Linked DNA regions of Mus musculus: all the other regions are linked to region 2. The links are chromatin contacts, called in public Hi-C and promoter capture Hi-C maps. All regions are on one chromosome and are shown on one strand. Each heading gives the region's core, a stretch centred on a gene start, on an enhancer-like site or on the middle of the called end of the contact. The rest is flanking DNA. Distances are from core to core; before and after follow the strand shown.

Evidence for each region. Promoter capture Hi-C pulls out the DNA fragments that hold promoters and counts their contacts. Hi-C and Micro-C count contacts between places; a contact is called where the count stands out from the background.
Region 1: a Hi-C map of CD4 T cells shows a contact between it and region 2, with 5 times the contacts expected there. The contact joins the promoter of Bckdhb here to the promoter of Cyb5r4 in region 2. A contact is called at or near these places in 1 of 39 promoter capture datasets (pre-B cells) and 1 of 484 Hi-C or Micro-C datasets (CD4 T cells).
Region 3: a promoter capture Hi-C map of pre-B cells shows a contact between it and region 2. The contact joins the promoter of Morf4l1 here to the promoter of Cyb5r4 in region 2. A contact is called at or near these places in 1 of 39 promoter capture datasets (pre-B cells) and 1 of 484 Hi-C or Micro-C datasets (CD4 T cells).

The regions. Positions count from the first base shown.
Region 1 is chr9:83,923,726-83,926,425 of GRCm38.p6, reverse strand. It overlaps Bckdhb (branched chain ketoacid dehydrogenase E1, beta polypeptide), which reads right to left and starts at 1,289. Exons shown (of 11, transcript NM_001305935.1): 1 at 1,067-1,289. The coding sequence starts at 1,256. It overlaps Gm36278 (a long non-coding RNA gene), which reads left to right and starts at 1,421. Exons shown (of 4, transcript XR_379675.2): 1 at 1,421-1,596.
Region 2 is chr9:87,020,601-87,023,300 of GRCm38.p6, reverse strand. Cyb5r4 (cytochrome b5 reductase 4) reads right to left here and starts at 1,272. Exons shown (of 16, transcript NM_024195.2): 1 at 1,048-1,272. The coding sequence starts at 1,122.
Region 3 is chr9:90,113,412-90,116,111 of GRCm38.p6, reverse strand. Morf4l1 (mortality factor 4 like 1) reads left to right here and starts at 1,292. Exons shown (of 12, transcript NM_024431.3): 1 at 1,292-1,576. The coding sequence starts at 1,537.

The DNA of each region.
Region 1 (2,700 bases), core at 40-2,539, 3.1 Mb after region 2:
AACTGCTGTTCATCTTTCTAGTCCTACTATTTCACAAAACTGGGAAACCCCGTCATTGAAATTATTTCTAAAGGCCTCTTTATTGCCTTCCGTGGAGTGGCAAGTCTGGAATCCTGCTTACTAGATTCTGACCATTGGCGCTATGTCTCATGAACTTATGTCCTGTGTACTGTTGAATAATCTGCTTCAAGGCTTCCGTTTATCTAACTGCAAAGCAAACATGAAAACATGACCTACCTCACATGAAATTAAATCTTGTCCTATGAACTAAATGAGATGAGGAATGTAAATTTCACCAATAGCAAGCTTTCGGTTAAATATTCCATTATTGTTCACAAGTAAAGATGGGCTTCCAAAAACTGCCAGCCCCAAGTTATTAGACAAAAAAAAAAAAAAAAACAGTGTAGGTTTTCCTTACTTTCTCCTGGTGCTCTGCAGTTAGACCTAGGATGGAGGGCGACTGCATAAAACTTACAGGAGAAACAGTCAGAGTGAGGCAAAGGTGGCAGGACAGGAGCCTGCCCCATTCCCTTCTGTTCGCTCTTCTCCACCATCTCTATGGAATACTGCTTGGCCAGGTGACAGCGGGGCCCAGCAGGAGCTCTGTATGAGGCTGAAATAGAAGTCTGGATTCTTTCCCATCTTTAGGCAGAACCTGTCTCGTGACCTTGAGAAAATCAAATTCTAGTATTTACTCCCTAGGTTTACATTTTCAAATGAAAATTAAAAGGCAAGTGTTTTACAGACAGTTGCCTCAAGTTAGTGACTCAGTCTAGGACAAGCTAACACCTAAGACCTGATATGGGGAAAGCATGGATAGAACTCAGGGGAAGGGGGCGGGGGAGCGCTCTTTGGACAACTCCTCTACACCCTCAGGCCCTAGCAGAAGGCAGAGTGCCCTCTCACCTATCTTGAAGTTCCAGGGGCTGCATCTGAAGGGAAGAATCACCAAGGACGAGTAACAGGAACGCAAACTGACCCGAACCAAGGAGGCTCTAGAGTAGAGTCTAGAGTCTAGGGCAAGGCAAGGATAGAGCCGGGATGCAGCAAGATCCCCAAATCTCACCATACTGCAGGGACTCTGGGTCCGGATGGAAAGTGAAGTGGGCCACCCGCCGCTTCTGGGCCGTGTCCTCGCCCCCGGGTTGCAGGAAGCCTTGCACCAGCGCAGCGCAGCGCAGTCCGCACCGCCGCCGCTCTGCTCCCGCAGCCCGGAGCCACAGCAGCCCACCCGCGCGCGCAGCCACCGCCGCCATCCCCAGTTCTCAGGCACCGCAGCCCACGCTGCCGGCAGGGAGGGAGGAGCTAAGACGCAGGCTTCCTCATTGGGCAGCCTCGAGGGGCGGGTCCGTGAAAGAGACCAATCGGAGACGGAAGTTCGGGGGCGGGGATGGAGACGCTATGACCTGGCGGCCCGCCCAGACGGAAGCCATACCAAGGCCCCTGCAGCCTGAGATGTGGTCCCTGGGTCCCACCCCAAAATCAGCTGCAGGACTTGGGGTGTCACAACGCGACTGCCTGTGTTCTTTCGCAGTGTCATTTTTGCGGTGCATTTTTCAGTAGCGTTTTCGTTTTAGGCTGTGTTTCTCATAGTCTGTAAGTGCAATATGGTCATTGCAAAGACAGGCGTTGGTTTCGAGTTTCCGAAAAAATCTAGAATTCGGGAAAGGCCTTCACTCTTATTTTGAAATAGTAAATATATTTAAATCTTTAAAATTGATTTTGCTTATCCTGATTTAGATCATATCAAAAAATAGTAAGTAGAGATTTCGGCCTTCAAATCCACTAGGAATTTAAAGTCGAGGTGCAGCAAAAATCACCTAATGGTCTTACTCTGTGTAACTTAGAAATATGCAAGTTGCCGGGCGGTGGTGGTGCACGCCTTTAATCCCAGCACTTGGGAGGCAGAGGCAGGCTGGTCTACAGAGTGAGTTCCAGGACAGCCAGGGCTACACAGAGAAACCCTGTCTCAAAAAACCAAAAAAAAAAAAAAAAGCAAGTTGAATGACTGATTTAAAGTCAAAATAATCAACTTTATAAATTTTATCTTAAAATATTTAAGTGTTTTATATATATCATATATATCACATACATATCAAATATGATATCGCATATATATCATATATATGATATGTGTGTGTGTATTTATTTATCTTCCTTAGCCATGAGTTGGAAGATAGCCATCAAAATAGAATACAACAGAGGCAAGAAAGTATGTCTAGATCTCGAGGAAGGATTCCAGAATGGAGAAAGTATTATGACAGACTGAGAGAACAGAGAGGAAGGAGCCAGGAAGAAACATTCCTCCTGTAGTATTTGTGACCTCTTAACAGATGTTAGGTTTAGCTAAGAAGCACGGGGTAAGAGTAGAAATGGAATTCTACGTATTCAGAAATGCACACAAAGGAGACAGCTTAGACAGTGGCATTCAAATGTGGTAAGAGACTTAGAACAGCATGAAGAGAAACAAGCTCTTGAAGGTCAAAATGCTTCCAGAGGTAAGGCTGACCTGCACCCAGAGGATTAGAGGTTGCCAAAGCAGAGCACAGAGAACCATAGTCTTCCACAACAGGTGAGGTGGGTGCAAAGGCTCATTGTCGTGAAAGAATGAAGTGTCTTCCAGGGCAAGGAAAGAAATGTCTTGTTCCTATGCTGAGAGCCTCTGCCTGCCCCCATCCCCAGCTGCATTGAACTTCGTTT
Region 2 (2,700 bases), core at 23-2,522:
TTGCTGTCTTTGCCTAGAAGTTTTCTCCTTTAAATGAATGCTGAGAACATAGCCATTTTAATGAAGAAAGTCAGTTACTGACGTTCTCATTCTACAAAGGGCAACCTTAGACTATGGAGCCAAGCACTTAGCTTAAAGAGAGAGCAAGATACCCAGTTGATGGCTGGTGAGCAGAGGCGCACACACAGCAATGAAGGAAATGTCATAATCACAAGCTTACGTGACTGATAGCAGACTTTCATCAACCTATTTCTTTTTACCAAGAATGAAGATAGTAAACGTCCCTAGCTTCAGGGTAACTGTGAAGATTCAATGGGCAAAGGAAAAGGACTCCAGATACACATGGCCATCAGTGAGCCCACAAAACATCTTAGTGCTATGTATGATTAAAGCTGGGGACAGACATTTCTGAAAAATAAATGAAAACCTCAATTCCTTTTCTGATCTAAGGGCAAAACCTCAGATCTAAGTGGAGAAGAATGGAAAGTCTCAAAGTCATATAAAATAAAACTCGAGAAAGGAATCGAGTAGCCCAAGAAGACAGAAGTCTCAAAAGAAAATACCAAGATGTGGTTACAGAATAAGGAACTAGCAAAATAACATAAGAGCATTCGCCTTGCAATGAATACACTACACAATTTGTACTGAATTTTGCAACTATATATCTGTATTTCCACCTGCTGCTGACAGTAACCATATTCAACAAATAGACAAGAGCATGGTACCAGATTCAAAATCAACCAGGGGTGTCTACAGATGAGGCAGTGCTGGAACCACTGGCTACCGTATACACAGAGGAGTGCGACTTGAAGAGGTGGCACTAAATCTGACGGCAGGTTTGCAGACTCCAATCATCCCTAGCCACCGCCACTGCTCAGCCTGGATCTTTGACCGTAAAGAACAAAAGACTGGAGAGGACAGCTTGAGACAGAAATGCAACCATGCCGGAAGCGGGGTGCCGAGTGGACTTACCGCGGCCAACTTCAGCAGCTCAAACACACTTAGGGCGTTTGAGTTAGTAGTCGAACGAACGGCGTCGCCACTTACCTTGCTGCGCCCCTGGGAGGAGACGCGCTGCTGGGAGCCGGGGGCCGGGAAAGCCTGGGAAGGGACGTTCAGCATCCTGGGCCCCCGGCTCGGGCCGCATCCGGGCTCCGCCACCGGACAGGCTGCCCTGGTGGGACCCCAGCGCCCACCACCGTCCGTGCGGGCTCCTTGGCCCGGCCGAGGCCAAGCCCCCGACCCACTTCCGGGGTCGCCAGGGGTCAGGCGCGTCGTGACGCAATCACGCTCACGAGAGGCGGGGCGGGGGCGGAGTCAGAGGAAAGGCTCACTCACTCTGTGAGCCCGGTCGCCCGGCTTGGGAAGGGGTGGCTGTGCGGGGGTTGGGGGCAGGGCAGCGCATGCTCAGTTACTCTTTGGTCCTAAACTTCAGCACCACAAGGAAATGACAGCTTTCTGCTGAAAGATCAGAGAGTGAAGCTGTTCCCCAGCCCTGGTGCTGATAGAGGCCGAGGGTTATTTCTGGTAGAACAAGAAGACCAGTGCCTGTCTCTTGATAAACAACAATTGAAATATGAAAGAAAACAACACTATCAAAACGTTCAGACTGCTGAATAGTTCTCTCCTGTAAAATACTAAGCTCTAGGAAAGAGGACTTCACAGTTTCATGAGCTAAGAAGCCGAACTCAAGCAGCCTCTGCTGTGGGTTAAGAAACGTCACGTTTGGGGAACCAGTCTGGAAAACGAGTAAAAGACGTTTCCAGACGACGTTTCCAGAAGACCTTCTCTATCCATACACTCACACATTCTTCCTCCTCCCATAACTCTTCACTTTCCCTGAAATCTACAAGTAGCTCACTCCTAAATAGAGTGATTTGGTTTTGGTGTCATCCTTGTATTTAATGGCCTATGCACGCTACTTTTTATTAAAGGAACATTTTGTCTGTATAGGCTTGGGTTTCTGTAAGAAATAAATGGCTATATCTAAACCATATACTGTATATATTAATAGGCATGTAACAAAAGACAGGCCACCTTATACTATCCTGATTTGTTAACAAGAGAAATTCCTAACACTGTGGGTCCATGTTAGTGATACATTGGCTTTTTCTTTTTGCTAGGAAAATACACAGATCCACAGGGTGGAATCCAATAGAAAGAGAACATTTTCCCAAAGAGTAGTTCTAAATAACCCATCCCATTCTCTGTGGGGTTCTAATTTTTTCTGATTCTGGACACATCATTTACTCCAGCTATGTAGTTTCCAGAGTCCCTGGGAGTCAAAGTTGTGATAATGTGGTTTAATATTATGAGAGAGTCTGTGGATATGCTTAGTCATTCAAGCACGGGACATTTCTTAGCTAGCTAATTACCTCTCATCTCCACCTCTACCCATTTTTATTCTGGAATACTGCAGGAAAATATTTTTGGTATATTGTCAGACAAGCATTGAACTTGCAGTTCTCCTGCCTCATCCTCACAAGTAGCTCAGATTATAGATTAATAAAATATGTTTGTTTGCACCTGAACTGCTGAGCAGGTGATTATATAAAAACTAAAAGGACTTCATGAGCATAATCTACTGTGTCACCCTAACCATGCAAGTCCATCGTCCATCTCATTAAAGTATGGAATAAGTTTTCTTCTGTGATGCCTATGTAAGAAAAATCAGTCACTGAGGATTTATTTTACTCCCCA
Region 3 (2,700 bases), core at 43-2,542, 3.1 Mb before region 2:
AATCAGAGAGTGGAAATAACATGTGTGGCAAGGATGTGGGAAAACAGGTATCCTCAACTTGCTGGTTGAAATGTAACCTGAGAAAACTTTTCACAAAGTAGTTTAAAGTACATCAGAACCAGGTTTGGTGGTGCATACCTCTAAATCCAGCACTTGGGAGGCAGAGGCAGGTAAATGTTTGAGTTTTGGCTAGCCTGGTCTACAGAGCTAGTTCCAGGACAGCCAGGGCTACACAGAGAAACTTGGTCTCAAAAAAAAAAAAAAAAAAAAAAATAACTGAAAAAAAAATAGAGACAGAGTTTCAGGAGCTAGACACTGTGAGTTCATGGTCCTCTCAGTCTATATAGCCAGTTCCAGGCAAGCCAGGGTTAAATATATTTAGTAAGACTCTGTTGAAAAGAGAAAAGGCTTTGACATAAAGGTTTGCCTAGGATAATTAGGTAGCTACAAAGTGTGGAAGGGCTTCAAATATCAGGGTGACTGTTTTCTGACTTATCTCCCTAATTAACAGCTCTGATCCTTTGTGTGCAATTCATGTAATTTAGTGGGTACAGGGGTACAGTGTTATTTCACAGCAGAGTACATTAAGGAGTTTTTGAACATAGGAACAATGTGAAGAGAGGTTTTGTTGTTGTTGTGGGTTGGGTTTTTTTTTTTTTGAGTATACATCCAATACTACCCCAAAGAAATAAGATGGCAAAAGATGGTACAAAGGGGTTAAGTATGGAACCTTGACTTTGACAGCAATCCAGGTTTGCCCCCTTTAGTGAGACTAAGTACTTCAAGAGTCAGAAGCTGCAATCTACAAATAGTCATGGGAACCGGACCCCCACCCCCTCCCAACCCCCAACTCCCTCAAACAGGGCATGGCTTTCTAGACACCGAAGCTTCTGGAGAGGATCACCTTCTCACTCGCATCTAGCTTCATTTCTGGCTTCCAGCGCTCTCCTAGGCCAAGTCCTGGTGATGCCGTGGAACTCAGGCTGCAGAGACAGTCCTGTCCTCAGGCCACTTCAACACCCCACCACATTTACCTGGCTTCATTTCCTATCTAAGCATCTGCCCCCCTTGAGTTTTTCCCATCCTTTCGTCACTAGCTAGTGATTTACTTATTCCTTCCTCTTTGTCACCTACAGAAAATAAAAATCTGGGTTTTAACAAGCCTCTGGGGTCTGGATACTTAGAGGGCTGGGGTTGGGGACAGGGGCGGTGGTGGATCGCGGGCGTGGGGGGGGGGCAATTGTCTCCCACTCCCCTCCCCCACCCTGCTGGCGTCATCCGAGGTCGAACTACCAATCCCGGCATGCCTCTGGGCGGCACGGGCGCAGGCTTGTGTGCGTAGCGGTTAGCCGTTGGCTGAGGCGGCGGCTGCGCGGGTCGCGGTGCTGTGAGGTCAGGCGGCGCTGGCAAATCGCGCCCAGGATGTAGAGCTGGCTGTGGCCGACGGCGCGTCTGACGCTGAGTTGGGTGGGGTAGAGAGTAGGGGGCGGTAGTCGGGGGTGGTGGGAGAAGGAGGAGGCGGCGAATCACTTATAAATGGCGCCCAAGCAGGACCCTAAGCCGAAATTCCAGGAGGGTGAGTGTGCCGCTTTGGGGAGAGGCATCTAACGGTGCACGGGAGAGAGGCTGACTCAGGGCGCTGGAGGTTTGGGGGTCGGGGTCGGCGGGGCTTGCGGCCGGGGGAAACCGTGCAGGCCTTGCTTTGTAAGGGGGAAAGGCGCACTGCGGAGGGTAATCTCAGTGCGTCATCCGCGACAGTGCTCGGTGGCGCGAAAGCGAGCCCCCGGCCACGGCCAGGGCCGAGGGCATCTCCGTGCGTGTGGCAGAGCCTCGGCGCTTGTTTGTTTGTTTTTCCGAGAGCGGAGAAAGTCTATTGAAGGGAGGTGCCCGGCGGGCGGGTGAGCGATGGCGACGGCGACGGTTGGGAGGTGATGTGGCGTGGGGGAGGGGAGCAGCGGCAGCGCATCCTCCCCGCTTAGCTCTCGGCCGCGGGCCGCGCGGGCGACTGTGGGCCGAAGGTTCGAGGCTGTTGGACAAACGAGCGGCTCTGTCTCGGCGTTGTGTGGAGTTCTGCTGTTGGGAGGACAGGGGATGGGGGGTGGGCTGTGCGCCCCGCGGCGGGAGAACTGCGTTGTAAGATGGCCGCGGCAAGATGGCCGCGCCATCATGGCTGCCGGCGTCTCGCAGCTTACACGCAGCTTCGGGCCAGATGCAGCGCCCCCTGGCACGGCGATCACGCGCAGACCAGTTCCTCCTCTTGCCTCTGAGTGATGGGTGGGGACAGAAAAAAAAATAAAACTGGAGCCGCCCGAGCGAGTTCCTAGGCTTGCTGTTGCCTGAGGGCATCGTTTTGCTGTTTTTGGAGCTGTGCGCCAGGGCCCTTTAAGTACTCTGTGCTCTGCCGAGCGGTTCTCGTGGAAACAGTTTTTAGTTCCTCCTTAGGGCGTTTCCATCTTGAGATGCATGGCCTCTTTGTCATTTTTAAATACAGTAGTTGCTTGACTGGTTGTAGTAGTATTCGATTTTAATGGCGATTTGAAAGCTAACGCTTATTAGTTGGCTTTGACTGAGAACGTTGCTGATGAACGGTTACTGCTAATGGAAAGCAGTTACTCGGTTCTCACAACTCATCTGTCGAGGTGATTTACTGATATACTAAAGGAAATAAAACTATAAGCATAAAAAGGAACACTTTAAACT